Regions from separate parts of the Mus musculus genome. Here all the other regions are linked to region 3. The links are chromatin contacts, called in public HiChIP or PLAC-seq maps. All regions are on one chromosome and are shown on one strand. Each heading gives the region's core, a stretch centred on a gene start, on an enhancer-like site or on the middle of the called end of the contact. The rest is flanking DNA. Distances are from core to core; before and after follow the strand shown.

Region 1 (4,181 bases), core at 619-3,118, 55 kb after region 3:
TCTGTGTGTGTGTGTGTATCTGTGTGTGTATGTGTGTACACATGCGTGTGCACGTGAGCACGCATGCACATGTTTGTGTGTGCCAGATGCTGATCTAGTAGTGTTTTCATCTTTCCACCTTACTTACTGAAACAGGTGCTCACTATCCTGGAGTTGGCCAGTGAGCCCAAGACCTTCTTACCTCTGCCTCCCGAGTGCTGGGATGCAGGCTCCTGCTGCTGCTCCTGGCTCTTGTCAGAGTCTGGGGGTTGGATTCAGGTCTTCATGCCTCCAGGCATGGGACTTATTAATGAAGCTATCTGTCTAACCCAGCAGTCTGGTTCTCCTGCTGATCATGTGGCTATGGCATCCTGTCCCTGTCGATTTCAGGCATGACCTTCAAAGTCTCCCCCTGTCAGGACTCTTCCTGCTTCAGGGCTTGGCAGAGTATGGGCTTAGCCTGTGCTGAGTGTGTGGACGGTCAGTTGCTTTGTGTTCATGCAGGTGTTTCATTGCGGATTTGCCCCACCTTCAAGATAGCTTTGTGGACAAACTCCTTGATCTTATGCCCCGACTCATGGCATCTAAACCTGTTGAAGTGATCAAAATTCTGCAGACAATGCTGCGGCAGAGCACCTTCTTACATCTTCCGCTTCCAGAGCAGGTCAGAGTCCGTGTGCCCCTCTGCAAAATCTGTCCAGATTCTTTTTTTTTTTTTAAAAGATTTCTTTATTTTATGTTTGTGAGTACACTGTAGCTGTACAGATGGTTGTGAGCCTTCATGTGGTTGTTGGGAATTGAAATTTAGGACCTCTGCCTCGCTCCAGTCAGCCTTGCTCAATCAGTACCTGCTCACTCCGGCCCAAAGATTGATTATTATTATAAATAAGTACACTGTAGCCATCTTCAGGCATACCGGAAAAGGGTGTCATCTCATTATGGGTGGTTGTGAGCCACCATGTGGTGACTGGGATTTGAACTCAGAACCTTCAGAAGAGCAGTCAGTACTCTTACCCGCTGAACCATCTCTCCAGCCCCTATCCAGATTCTTAAAACCATTTACGTTAGTGAGCTTCTTTGATCAGGGTAGCAAGTGAGCTAGGTCTTCCTCCGATTGTTTTTAATTACATGTATTAATGGGTGGGGCACAGCACATGCGTGGCTCCCTGACCCCTAAGGGTCAAACTCTGGTTATCAGCCTGGGTAGCGGGGGGCCTCTGCTGCTGAGCTCGCTCACCAGCCTAAGAATGAGCATATTTTCTTGTTGCTTTCAGATACACAAAGCCTCAGCCACCATTATTGAGCCGGCAGGAGAGTCAGACAATCCTTTGCGGTTTACATCTGGGTTGGTGGTAGCCTTGGATGTGGATGCAACCCTGGAACATGTGCAAGACCCCCAGAACACTGTCAAGGTTCAGGTGTGTGAGGTTTGGGCTCCTGTAAGGTGTTCACACTGACATTGTTACTAAGTGACAGGTCCCTCTCTGTTTGTATAATGTAGACTTTAGATCTAATCCTTTTTACACACACACAAATTGAATTCATCAAAATGTAATGAACAAGTTCTATTTGTTAATCAGGTGGCAAACAAAATTCATAGATGGGCAGAAATGATTATTAGGATGCATTTTTCCAAGATTAGATAGATGATAAGCTATCCTCACATGAGAGATGCGATGAAGACTGCAAGTGAGCCCTGCGATTCCAGCCACCCCTCTCTCTTTCCTACCATCCATTCATGCATTGTGTGCTTTCTTTAGTGTACACACTAAGTGCTGGAGCTGTGGGGAGGCTATGAAGGTCAGTGCTTCAGCACACAGTTAGGCACACTGTAGGTCAAAGACAGGAAGGCTCTGTGGAGGTCCCAGCAGGTGGTACAGCCTGAAACAATGTACAAGAGCAAAAGGGAATTGCGGAAGGAGGTACTTTGAGAACTTTGAGGAGGTAGGAATGAGGAAAGGATTGTGAGTGCTGGCAGGACAAGTAATCAGATGTGAGATGACGCCTGCAGCAGGCCCAGCAGGCTTCCGGGAGGAGAGGGTAAGAGCAAGTTATTCATCAGATGTCATTGTCCTGGAAGCTTCTAGCCTCCCTGCAATCTCGGCTAGACCTAGAGTGTTTTCACCCTCTGAGACTTAGTGCTGAATAAACTCACCTTTCCTTGTTCTTTCTGAACTCTGGCTGGCTAGTTCAGCTCAGCTGTAATGGCTCAAAACTCTCCACACTAACTGACTCATTTCTCTCTTGGCCTCTGACTGAACTGCTCTGCTTGGCCTCAGACTCTAGCAGTCTGTTGTAATCTTCTGGCTCCTCCTCTTTCTCTGGCTTGTCTGTCTTCCCCTGTGTCTAGCTTGTTCTCTCTCTGCAGCTGTCTCTGTAAAGGTCTCCTGGTAAGTCTGCCTCTTTGCTCTCCCTCTGCACTGCTCGCTCCTGTGTTGCCTGTTTTCTCTCTGTTCTCCTGAGAGTTGGGCACATCCTATTCTGTCACACCATTCTCTGATTTGTCACTTTGTCTGCCTCTCAATCAGACATCACTTCAAACGCGGTGCTTCCTCTACAAACTAACTTGACCTTCATTTCTTGGGATTCAGTGTGTGTACTAAGGGCACGTCTGTATTCCAGCCAGAGGGCTTAAAGGTGTGTGCTAAGACTGAGCCACACCACAATTAGAAATAAGTAATTTCAGTAAATAACACAATCTCAGGTTCACAGTGTGATCAAATATCCTGCAATGGGTGTGGGTACGTCACAGATCATACCCACAGAACTTCTGAGCGAGTAGAAAGCTGTAACTGCAGTGCTTCTTTGTGTTTTAAGGTTAGCCACCCTAGCTGTACTTGTAGTTGCTTAGAAACTGATGACCAGTCCTCATCCGGCCTATACCAGTTAAGTCAGAATCCTGAGACTGAGCTCAGAGGTCTTAGTCTGATGGACACTTGTTTTGTTGTGTAAACAATCGCAGGTGGATTTACAGGTCATCTGCTAAACTATCCCGAAAAGAATTTACTCTAAAACATCTCTACTGCCTTCCAGGCAAACACTTGCCTGCATGGGGTGTAATGGGGATGCTTTCTGCCCTGTCATGAGACATCTGTAGCACTTTCAAAGTCCAGCTTCCTTACTCGGAACATCAGACAGAGGTGAAAACCTGCAACTGTCAGCGTGCCTTAGAGACTTCATGGAGGCTTTATTCTCCCTTAAAATTATGGATTTTCTTTGGTTTTTTTTTTTGTGTGTGTGTGTTTTTGCATTTTTTTAAAGTTTGTTTTAGCTTTTAATGGGTTCAGACAGAGGCTTTCTCTATTGCCCTGACTTCCCTGGAACTTTCTATGTAGCTCAGCCTGGCTTGGCCTGACCTGGCCTGGCCTCAAACTCACAGAAATCTGCCTGCTTCTGCCTCCCAGGTGGAGGGATTAAAGACATTTGCCACCAGGCCCAACCGGGTTGTCTATTTTTAATGCAGCTTCACTGAGAAAGCTTCGGGGCTCTGGGGCTTTGTCCCTCTCCTCCTCTCCACTCCTCACCTCACCTCTTAATACAGGATCTCACAGACCAAGCTGGCCTCCACCTTGCTATTTGAACGTCCAATCTTCCCAATTCCATCCCAAGTGCTAGGACTGCAAGCAGGGTGCTTGCACGTCTTTCCACAGTTAGCCCCATTCTCTACTGTCTGTTAATAGATACACCATTCCTATCATTCACTTACCAGGGAGCTAAGAAATAGTAGCTAGACACTGCTTCTGCTAGTGTGGCCCTACCCCCCCCCCCTTTATTTTCAGTTTTTTGAGACGGGGTTTTTCTGTGTAGCCCTGGCTGACCTGAACCTCTCTCTCTAAGCAAGGCTGGCCTTGAACTCAGAGCTCGCCTGCCTCTGCCTCTCAAATGCTGTGATTAAAGGTGTTTCTCCTTTAAGAAGCAGTTTTTATATAATGGCTACAGTCATCTTCCTGCTAATGATTTTGGGGACACAGTAGATGTTATCAGTTTTCTTAGCCCATCTATTTTCTGTTGCCCCATTTCTGTCATATTGTAGGTCTTATATCCAGATGGCCAGGCTCAGATGATCCACCCCAAGCCAGCAGATTTCCGGAATCCTGGCCCAGGACGGCACCGTCTCCTCACTCAGGTGTACCTCTCCCATACTGCCTGGACAGGTAAGAATGTGGGCTGGGTAGGCAGGAAATAAGTCCCCGATGATCTTT
Region 2 (3,853 bases), core at 1,032-3,531, 34 kb after region 3:
AAAATATTCAACTCATCCTAGTAGTCTTTGATTTTTTTTTCTAAAGCTGTTCCTCTTCTTTTGTGTGTGCGTGGGTCTTGTTATGTATTTAGGCTGCCCTCAACTTGTAATCCTTCTGCCTCTGCTTCCCAAGTGCTGGCACTACAAGTGTGTGAGACCACCACAGCACAGCCTGCTCTTTTCATAGTTGTCAGCCACTGATAACTCAGACATTGAGGTAAAAGATTCAGACACAGGGAAAAGGGAAGGTTAAAGAGCAAAAGGGGGTGGGCAGGGTGGGGCAGAGCTGTAATCCCAGTGCTCGGGAAGTGGAGGCAGGAGGATCGGAGTTCAGGGCCATCCTATGTCCTCGCTACATAGTACCAGTTGGACCTGGACAGCGTGAGACCCTGCCTCAAAACAAAAACAACAAACAAACAAACAAACAACAACAACAAACCAGAGAGAAGCCAGGTGAGGTGGTGGTGCTTTCCTTTAATTCAAAGCCAGCCTGGTCTACATAACAAACTCTAGGCCAACCAAGGCTACAGAGTAAAGTCTCAAAAAATAAATAAACTAAATAAATAAAACCAGGAAGAAGAAGAGAAAGAATAGAAAGAGGCAAGGCCCCTTCTTAGATCAATAAAATGAGGTCTTTCCCAGGGATTTTAGCTAGCAAATTTCTAAATATTTTTTTCATATGCACAGCCTAAATGGACACGTGGTCATGGAGAAGGGAACGGTGTGTGGAACATGAATCCCTGTTGCTAATTTTTACCTTTCTGTTTTTCTCTTCTGCAAAGGATTCATCCAGGGATATTAGAGAGGCTCTTCATGAACTCTTATGCTGCACTAATGTCTCAACCAAAGAAGGGATTCATCTTGCACTGGTGGAGCTTCTAAAAAACCTAACCAAGTACCCTACTGACAGGGACTCCATATGGAAGTAAGGACGTTTACCTCATTACTAAGTCTCGTCAAAAGAAAACTGTAGCGCGCACATTATTTGGTGGATCGTCCTAGACTAGGTGTAGCCCTCAGTTTCACCTTGACTTTAGAACCTGGGCGCAGTGTATTCATAAATAAAATACATCTTAAAAAAAAAAAACAAAAAAAAATGGCTTAGCTCATGGAGTCCACTCTCAGCTTGCAGAGGATAGAGAGGTAGGGAATACATAGATAGGAAGGTTGGACAAGATAGTAAAAAAAAGTCAGAACATTTAGAAATGAAGTCTAGTTTTAGAGAGGCTCTGCTGTGTAGATCTCCAGAAGGACCTGCTTAATTGCTTTTCCTACCTGGGTTCTGAATATAAGCAGAGAAAATAAAGCCAGCCAAACCCACTGCAAACTGCAGCCTTTACAGTGTGCCGGGAGGCAGAGCGGGTAAAGGGCTGAGAAAGAGAAGGTAAGGCTGGGCATGCTGGTCTTTAATCCTAGCATTCGGGAGGCAGAAGCTAGCCTTGAAAAGTACTTTCCTGTTTTTTGTTTGTTTTGTTTTAAGTAAATGTTCGCTGAAAACTTTTTGGGTTTTTTGGTGATTTATTTCATCTTATGTGTAGGAGGATTTGCCTACATGTGTGTATATGCATCTTGAGTGGTTTTGGTGCCCAAGGAGGTCAGAAGATGGTGTCAGATCCCCTGGAACTAGATTAGAGATAGTTGTGAGCCACAGTGTGGGTGCTGGTAGTCAAAGCCAGGTGTAAGACAGATGCTCTTAACAAAGCCTGCTCCTTATGCTTTCTCTCTTCTGCTGGCCTGTCACTGAAGTCCTATCAGCTGCACACTATCTGATCTGGAGTGTGAAAAGTGTCAAATTCAGCTTCTTATTACCTACAGTGCTGGTTACTGCTGCCTTAGCTGGCTAATAAGAGCAGACTTTAACACTTACATTTCTTCTTGTGTGAAGGGAGGTGTGAGGGTGTGTGTGTGTGTGTGTGTGTGTGTCAGTGTTGGGTAGCTTCCTCTGTGTTGCTTTCCACTTTACCTAATTTTTAAAAATTGTTTTATGTGTATGGGTGTTTTGCCTGTATGTGTACCTGTGTACCACTTGCATGGCTGATGCCCTTGAAGACCAGAAGAGAGCCTTAAAACCCTTGGAACTGGAATCACAGATGATTGTAAGGCACCATGTGGCTGCTGGAATGAAACCCTGCATGATCTGGGAGAGCAGCCAGTGTTCTTAACCAGTGAGCCATCTCTTCGAGCCTTTTATTTTTTGAGACCAGGTCTCTTACAGAATCCAGAGCTTGTTATCTGGACTATGTGGCCAACAGGCTCCCAGGAATCAGCCCACTTCAGTCTGCTAAGTGCCAGGACTGCAGGCACAAAGTGTCCAGTGTTGTGGTTTGATGTTTGTATGTGTGCTCAGGGTTTCTGTCCACAGGCTTCAAGCTCTTTACCTCCTCTTCAGCCCCCTTTGTAATTCAGTGGAGCCAGGCTACTTACACTTCTAAGCCAGAGCTTAAGAAACAGAATTGCCTCACTTGTGTAGGTTTGCAAAGCTCGGAAAAGCCCTTCACTTTTACTATAGTAGCTAATTATTACTGAGTTCTAACTAATAACATTCCTAAGTACTTTGCTTTTTTTTTTTCTCATTTAAATCCTATTTTATAAACAACCTGCTCAAGGCTACATAGTTTCAGGACATCCTGTAGGATATCAGTTGTGTTATTTTGACTACAAGTTAAAAAAAATATGTCTCAAATCATCTTAAATAATACATCTAATTTTTACATAACAATACATGATAAAATGTTCAGGATTGACCAGCTTGTCAGAGTGAGAGTCCTGGATGCTGACCTCTCCTAGCTTTCTCCTCAGAGCTGCGAGATGGTTGCTTCATAAGAGAGCGTCTAAAGACCCCAGGGAAGGGGTGTTCCCTTCATGCGTTTCTTTTTATGTGCTCAGAGCGCCATTGCTGAGCAGCTCCCCAGCAGACTTGTCTTGCTCCATTTACCAGAGCTGAGTTACTTGACTGCTAGCAAACCAGCTGCCGGAAGTGATGTGAATGCTGGGTGGGCTGACCCAATAGCAAAGCAGCGCCTCACTGTTTTCCTGGTACCGAGGAATTAGTTTTCTTGGCAAGGAAGATGGAGGAACTGGCTGTTGTTAAACAACCAGTAATCTGGGGCCTGGAGAGATGGCTCAGCGGTTAAGAGCACTGACTGCTCTTCCAGGGGTCCTGAGTTCAGTTCTCAGCAACCACATGGCAGCTCACAACCATTTGTGATGAGATTCGATGCCCTCTTCTGGGGTGTCTGAAGACAGTGAACTTTCATAAAGCAAACAAACAAAAACCAACGAGTATCTGCATTTGAGCTCTTCTAATTTCGTGATAGCCATTTGCAGTGAACTAGCCGAGTTCTGAGGAATCGGATGACTTACTTGAAGTTGTAGTGTTGTGCAAAGTGGGTAATTATGAGTTTCCATACCAAACCAGGCTTTCTGATCTAGTCCCTGCACTTATTGATTTACTGATATGGTTCCTGTTGGTTTGTTTCAGGTGCTTGAAGTTTCTGGGCAGCCGGCATCCGACCCTCGTGCTTCCTCTGGTGCCAGAGCTCTTGAGCACGCACCCATTTTTTGATACTGCTGAACCAGACATGGACGATCCAGCTTGTATCCTCTATGCTTAGTTCAGATGGGCGCTGCTGTCTTAGCAGAGAACGGGATTCTTCAGTGGTCTGAACTTCACTTAAAGTGTTTCCTTTTGTTGCTGTAGTATGTCAGAAGGACTCTGGTGGCTGTTCCCAGCTTACATTGTTTTCATAATAATTCATCTTTGCTGTTTAATAGCAACAGATATTACTACTACCTTTTATTTACCTCTTCATACATTGCACATATTCATTATATATTTTGTACAATTTATTAT
Region 3 (4,089 bases), core at 1,046-3,545:
CAGATGATTCTTTTTTAAGACATCAGAGATAAGAGGCTTAAGTCCCCTTAGGCTGTGGGGAGAGTGGGTACTGAGCCTGAGTGATATAATTGGTGTGGTTCGGTGAGGCTGGTAAAGCTGCCTCCTTACACTTACAACAGGGGAACAAAAAAGGTGTAGGTCCCTAAAATACCATCAGGATTAAATAGATGGTTCCAGTGTCCAGAAGGACGGATATGACTTATATTATTATGGCTAGCACAGGCTTGCCTTACACTTGCTATAAAGCTTAGGCTAGACCATAGGAGAGCTTTCTATTTCAGTCTCTCTGGGATTGGGAGTACAGGTACAAACCCACCAGCCAGTGGTTTTACAGTGTCTACCAACTTGGATTAGATAGAACATTCAAATATTGGAATGATAAAAACAGCTAATATTTACTCAATGTACCGTTTGCTAATTATTTTCTTTGACACGTTGTGTGCTCTGTTTCCTTCTCTTTCTCAGGAAAATGTACTTTTTAAAAGTTAGATGAAAAATCCTCCTGCGGAAAGTTGGTCCTTTTGAACCACATTCCTTTATCCAGCACTTTGGTTGCTCTGTAACAAGCCATTTAGGTATCTGTCTTTGCAAGCCCCTTGAGGTGCATGAAGAGTCAGGCCTGCCCCCACCCCCAGGGACCTTCAACCACCAGGCTCCACCCACAGAACACCCAACAGCCAGCCCCAACTCTAGAGTTAAAATAATTTTTTTTAAATAAAAAAAGCTCGAGTTTTGAAGTCCCCCCAATCCTCACCCTGGAAAGCTCCCCACACACCACCCCAGGAATCCTATATAAACCCTGTTTCTCCTCAGTCCTCTGCTGTTTTTTTTTTTTCAAGCATTGGCAGTCAGCCTTCTGGGATTTTCCCTGCCAACAAATCTCGTGTGAGGTTTGTTGTGCAATGTGACTTTGTGGTATTCCTTGACTCCTAACTGCCAGGACACCTTTCCATCTGAGCTGTAACACAGTCTTCCTACGTATAGTATAGGATAAAGATAATCTATGTGTTTTTGGGTCCTCTGTACCTACCAACTTCCTGTTCCCTCCTCTAAATGTCCCATGTTTTGGTTAAAAAAGTAAAGAACAGGTGAGTTGTAAAACTCAAGAGCACCACATATCTCAGATGCAGGGTGTTCTTGTTTCTGTATTGTTTCATTACACTGTAAGCATGTTTTTGTTAGGTAGGGATTATCAGTATGCTTGTCGTGGAGGTCACTTGTTCAAGTACCAGAGTCTTAAAGGAGTGTTGTGTTAGAATCTGACTCCCCTATTTCTGCCTTCACTATTCACTTTAATATGGGTTAAATAATAACAGCAATTCCATTCTTATTCCTTCCTTCATTATTGATCTTAACAAGGGTTAAATAATAACAGGAACTCTATTCTACTCATTGTTCATGTTCTAGACTTATTTCCAGGGTCTTGATATTTGTACTTGCATTTTTTAGGCAAAATGAGATTTATCTTTCTATTATGTAGACTGTTTTCCAAAGAAAGACTACAAAGACCTTCTGAGAAGCAGACTTAACTTGAAAAACAAGGTTTTCTGAAACCTACCAACTACAATGAAGTTAAAAACCTGTAATTGAGTTTATGCTAAATGCTAATCATAATAAAGTTCCCTTTTTATTAAGCTTTGCTTGCTTGCCAAAGTCATAAAGAACCTTTGTAAGACTTTGAGGACACCTCATCCTTCTACTGTGGGTGTGTGTGTGTGGGTGTGTCTGTAATGGTAACATTTTTGCCTTTCTATATCTCAGTGTTGGCTCCTGGTTTTTGACACCACAACACGTGGCTTCATCCTCAGTCTCAAGATTCTTTTTCACTGTTTCCCAGCTGTCAGAGGAAGCATTAGTCTCTTCACCAGAGATTCGTGGAACACACTGACAGTCCTGATAGAGACTTGGCTCCGGGTGGACCACCAGCATTCTTAAATCTTCAGACTTGCAGAGTAGTACCATTCAGAAAAATGATCTTAAACCTTTCATTGATTCAACAGGAAGATTCTTGGCTTTCTTTTCTTTATCTTTCCGTTTTTCTTCTTCTTCTTTCTTATTGATGGATAACTTCTAAATTACTGTAACAAAGTAAAACGAACTTCGGGGAGGAGCTGGAACTATGGCAACACTCACCCTAAGATTCTAGCAGGGCACCTCCAGGATACAGCTCCGGGTTTTGCCTCCAGCTCCCACCAGCCCCGCCTTTTACTCCACCCATCTTCCAGGATGCACTCTAATTTCCGTCTCCCAGCAGTAGCGGCAGCCAATCGACTCACTGGGCAGTGGAGCTTCAGGAAGAGGCCTCTCTATCCAGCAACCCCACTGCTTTGTGGGATTGCAGCGAAATCGGTGCTGTAGAAAGGTTTCTCTCCACGTTCTCAGCAAGTACAGAAGCCGAGAAGGTCCGGTGCAGCCATGGCGGCGCACCTGAAAAAGCGGGTGTATGAGGAGTTCACTAAAGTGGTTCAGGTAAGCGCTGGCAGAAAAAGCCATGGACCAGTCTGCGCGGGAGGGTTGTCCGCACCCAGGCTGTTCTCCAGATCAGCGCCTAAGCTTGTGTGTAGCCGGCTTAGGTTTAGGTTCCTAGGCTGCGCGTCAGGCAGGGGGCGTGTTAGGTCGAGGCCGCTGTTCTCATGTGTACTCTGACTTTGGGGTTTGTTGTTGTTGTTGTATTTAAAGTTCTGGGACTAGAATTCGGGGTCTTAAGCATGCTAACTTATCACTCTATCCCAAAGTCACACTCCCAGCTCACTTGATAAAGACAAAACAAAATCATTGGGACAACGTGCTGTATAGTTTTAAAAACTGTCAGGTATCTTATTTTAATGTCTCACAGCTCGGTTGTGCCAGATCGGTTATATTTGCATTCTCCTGTCCTCAGTTGGTGGCAGAACTCCTCTTAACTCGTGTACCTCTAACTTTCAGAGACAAGTTGAGCTGTATGCAAAACCCCAAGCTGACTAAAGGTCTGTAGAATTCAAGGCTCAGACCAAGCAGGCAAGAGTCACAGGACGGCAAACCTATCATCCTCTCTCTTTTAAACATAGGTGGACCAAGAGAGCCCCTGTCAGAACTGTCAGTGTGCTCCACAGTGTCTCTGTAGAAGCGATGTATTCTGCTTCTTAAATTTCCATATGTACACAGATACATACAAAATATACGCGTCTTGAGGAATACTTAAATTTTTTATCTTTTTTGTAGTAGGGGAGATTGAGTGTAGGGCCTTATGCATGCTGAGGCATGTGGTCTACCACCGAGCTGTTACAGATCTCGCTCTTTTAGGGAGTTTGTTATGATGCAGATTATGTTCAATAGGTTGGTGGTGTGAGGCAAGATCTGCATTTTGACCAGGCCCGGGGGTTTATGCCAGTGGATCCCCAGCAGTCTTAGATATTTAGGCAGAGTGGTCTCATTAAGGAAAAAAAAAAATTTTTTTTTTCTTTGAGACAGGGTCTCACTATGTAGAGCAGGCTGATCATGAACAGGAAGGAATCAGCCTGCCTTTTCTTCCCAAGTGCAGGGATTAAAGGCTTGCATCACCATGCCTGATGGAAAATGACTCTTAAACCTTCCATTCATTCATTAATTCAACAGGAAAAAATTAAAGTATTTTCAAATACTTGAGTGATTTCTGTGTACCATGTGTGGTAGGAAGTCGTTGTCTATCAGAACCCCTGCTTTTGGGGAGTACATAGTCTAACTGGAGAGCCAGGGCAGTGTCTCTGTTATCGTCACAGAGAGAACTACACTGGCGAGTCGGTATTCTTCCATTCTCCTTAGCATTTTCTCCTTTTCCTAAAGCCCAGCTCTAACTTTCAGTGATCTCATACTGCCGTCTTCTCATGTTTGTTTATCGGCTATTGGTAAATTGGCTTTCTCTTTATTCGTCTTTCTTACAAAAGCTTACATTTTTTGTTCTTTATATTATATGCATGAGTGTTCTGTCTGCATGAATGTCAGTGTATCACGTGTGCAGTGCCAGAAGAGGGCATCAGATCCCCTAGAACGGAAATTACAGCCAGTTGTGAGTTACCAGGTGGGTGCTAGGAGTTGAACCTGGGGCCTGTG

What was found. HiChIP or PLAC-seq counts read pairs in DNA pulled down with a chosen protein or histone mark.
Region 1: a contact with region 3 is called in an H3K4me3 HiChIP or PLAC-seq map of embryonic stem cells, with 6 times the contacts expected there. The contact joins the enhancer-like site here to the promoter of Ints4 in region 3. A contact is called at or near these places in 1 of 39 promoter capture datasets (the HPC-7 cell line), 1 of 15 datasets of contacts at CTCF or cohesin (the NIH/3T3 cell line), 4 of 484 Hi-C or Micro-C datasets (cerebral cortex, embryonic stem cells, nephron progenitors and 1 more), 10 of 115 datasets of contacts at active chromatin or transcription factors (the 230-238 cell line, the SCID.adh cell line, double positive thymocytes and 4 more) and 2 of 9 other capture datasets (liver and pancreatic islet).
Region 2: an H3K4me3 HiChIP or PLAC-seq map of the SCID.adh cell line shows a contact between it and region 3, with 26 read pairs. The contact joins the enhancer-like site here to the promoter of Ints4 in region 3. A contact is called at or near these places in 2 of 39 promoter capture datasets (the HPC-7 cell line and neural stem cells), 1 of 15 datasets of contacts at CTCF or cohesin (the NIH/3T3 cell line), 2 of 484 Hi-C or Micro-C datasets (cerebral cortex and embryonic stem cells), 10 of 115 datasets of contacts at active chromatin or transcription factors (CD8 T cells, the SCID.adh cell line, embryonic fibroblasts and 4 more) and 2 of 9 other capture datasets (liver and pancreatic islet).

Annotation. Positions count from the first base shown.
Region 1 is chr7:97,533,888-97,538,068 of GRCm38.p6, forward strand. It overlaps Ints4 (integrator complex subunit 4), which reads left to right. Exons shown (of 23, transcript NM_027256.2): 20 at 484-643; 21 at 1,254-1,397; 22 at 4,013-4,133. Among named protein-coding and RNA genes, the nearest start is that of Aamdc, 44 kb to the right of the region's middle. Within about 2 kb of position 1,869, at least 17 of the 459 cell types and tissues checked have an H3K27ac peak or open chromatin away from gene starts, as enhancers often do. A contact at or near this core is called in embryonic stem cells, where this site is marked.
Region 2 is chr7:97,512,745-97,516,597 of GRCm38.p6, forward strand. Ints4 (integrator complex subunit 4) reads left to right here. Exons shown (of 23, transcript NM_027256.2): 12 at 783-925; 13 at 3,482-3,597. Among named protein-coding and RNA genes, the nearest start is that of Ints4, 34 kb to the left of the region's middle. Within about 2 kb of position 2,282, at least 17 of the 459 cell types and tissues checked have an H3K27ac peak or open chromatin away from gene starts, as enhancers often do. A contact at or near this core is called in the SCID.adh cell line and heart atrium, where this site is marked.
Region 3 is chr7:97,478,661-97,482,749 of GRCm38.p6, forward strand. It overlaps Ints4 (integrator complex subunit 4), which reads left to right and starts at 2,296. Exons shown (of 23, transcript NM_027256.2): 1 at 2,296-2,490. The coding sequence starts at 2,437.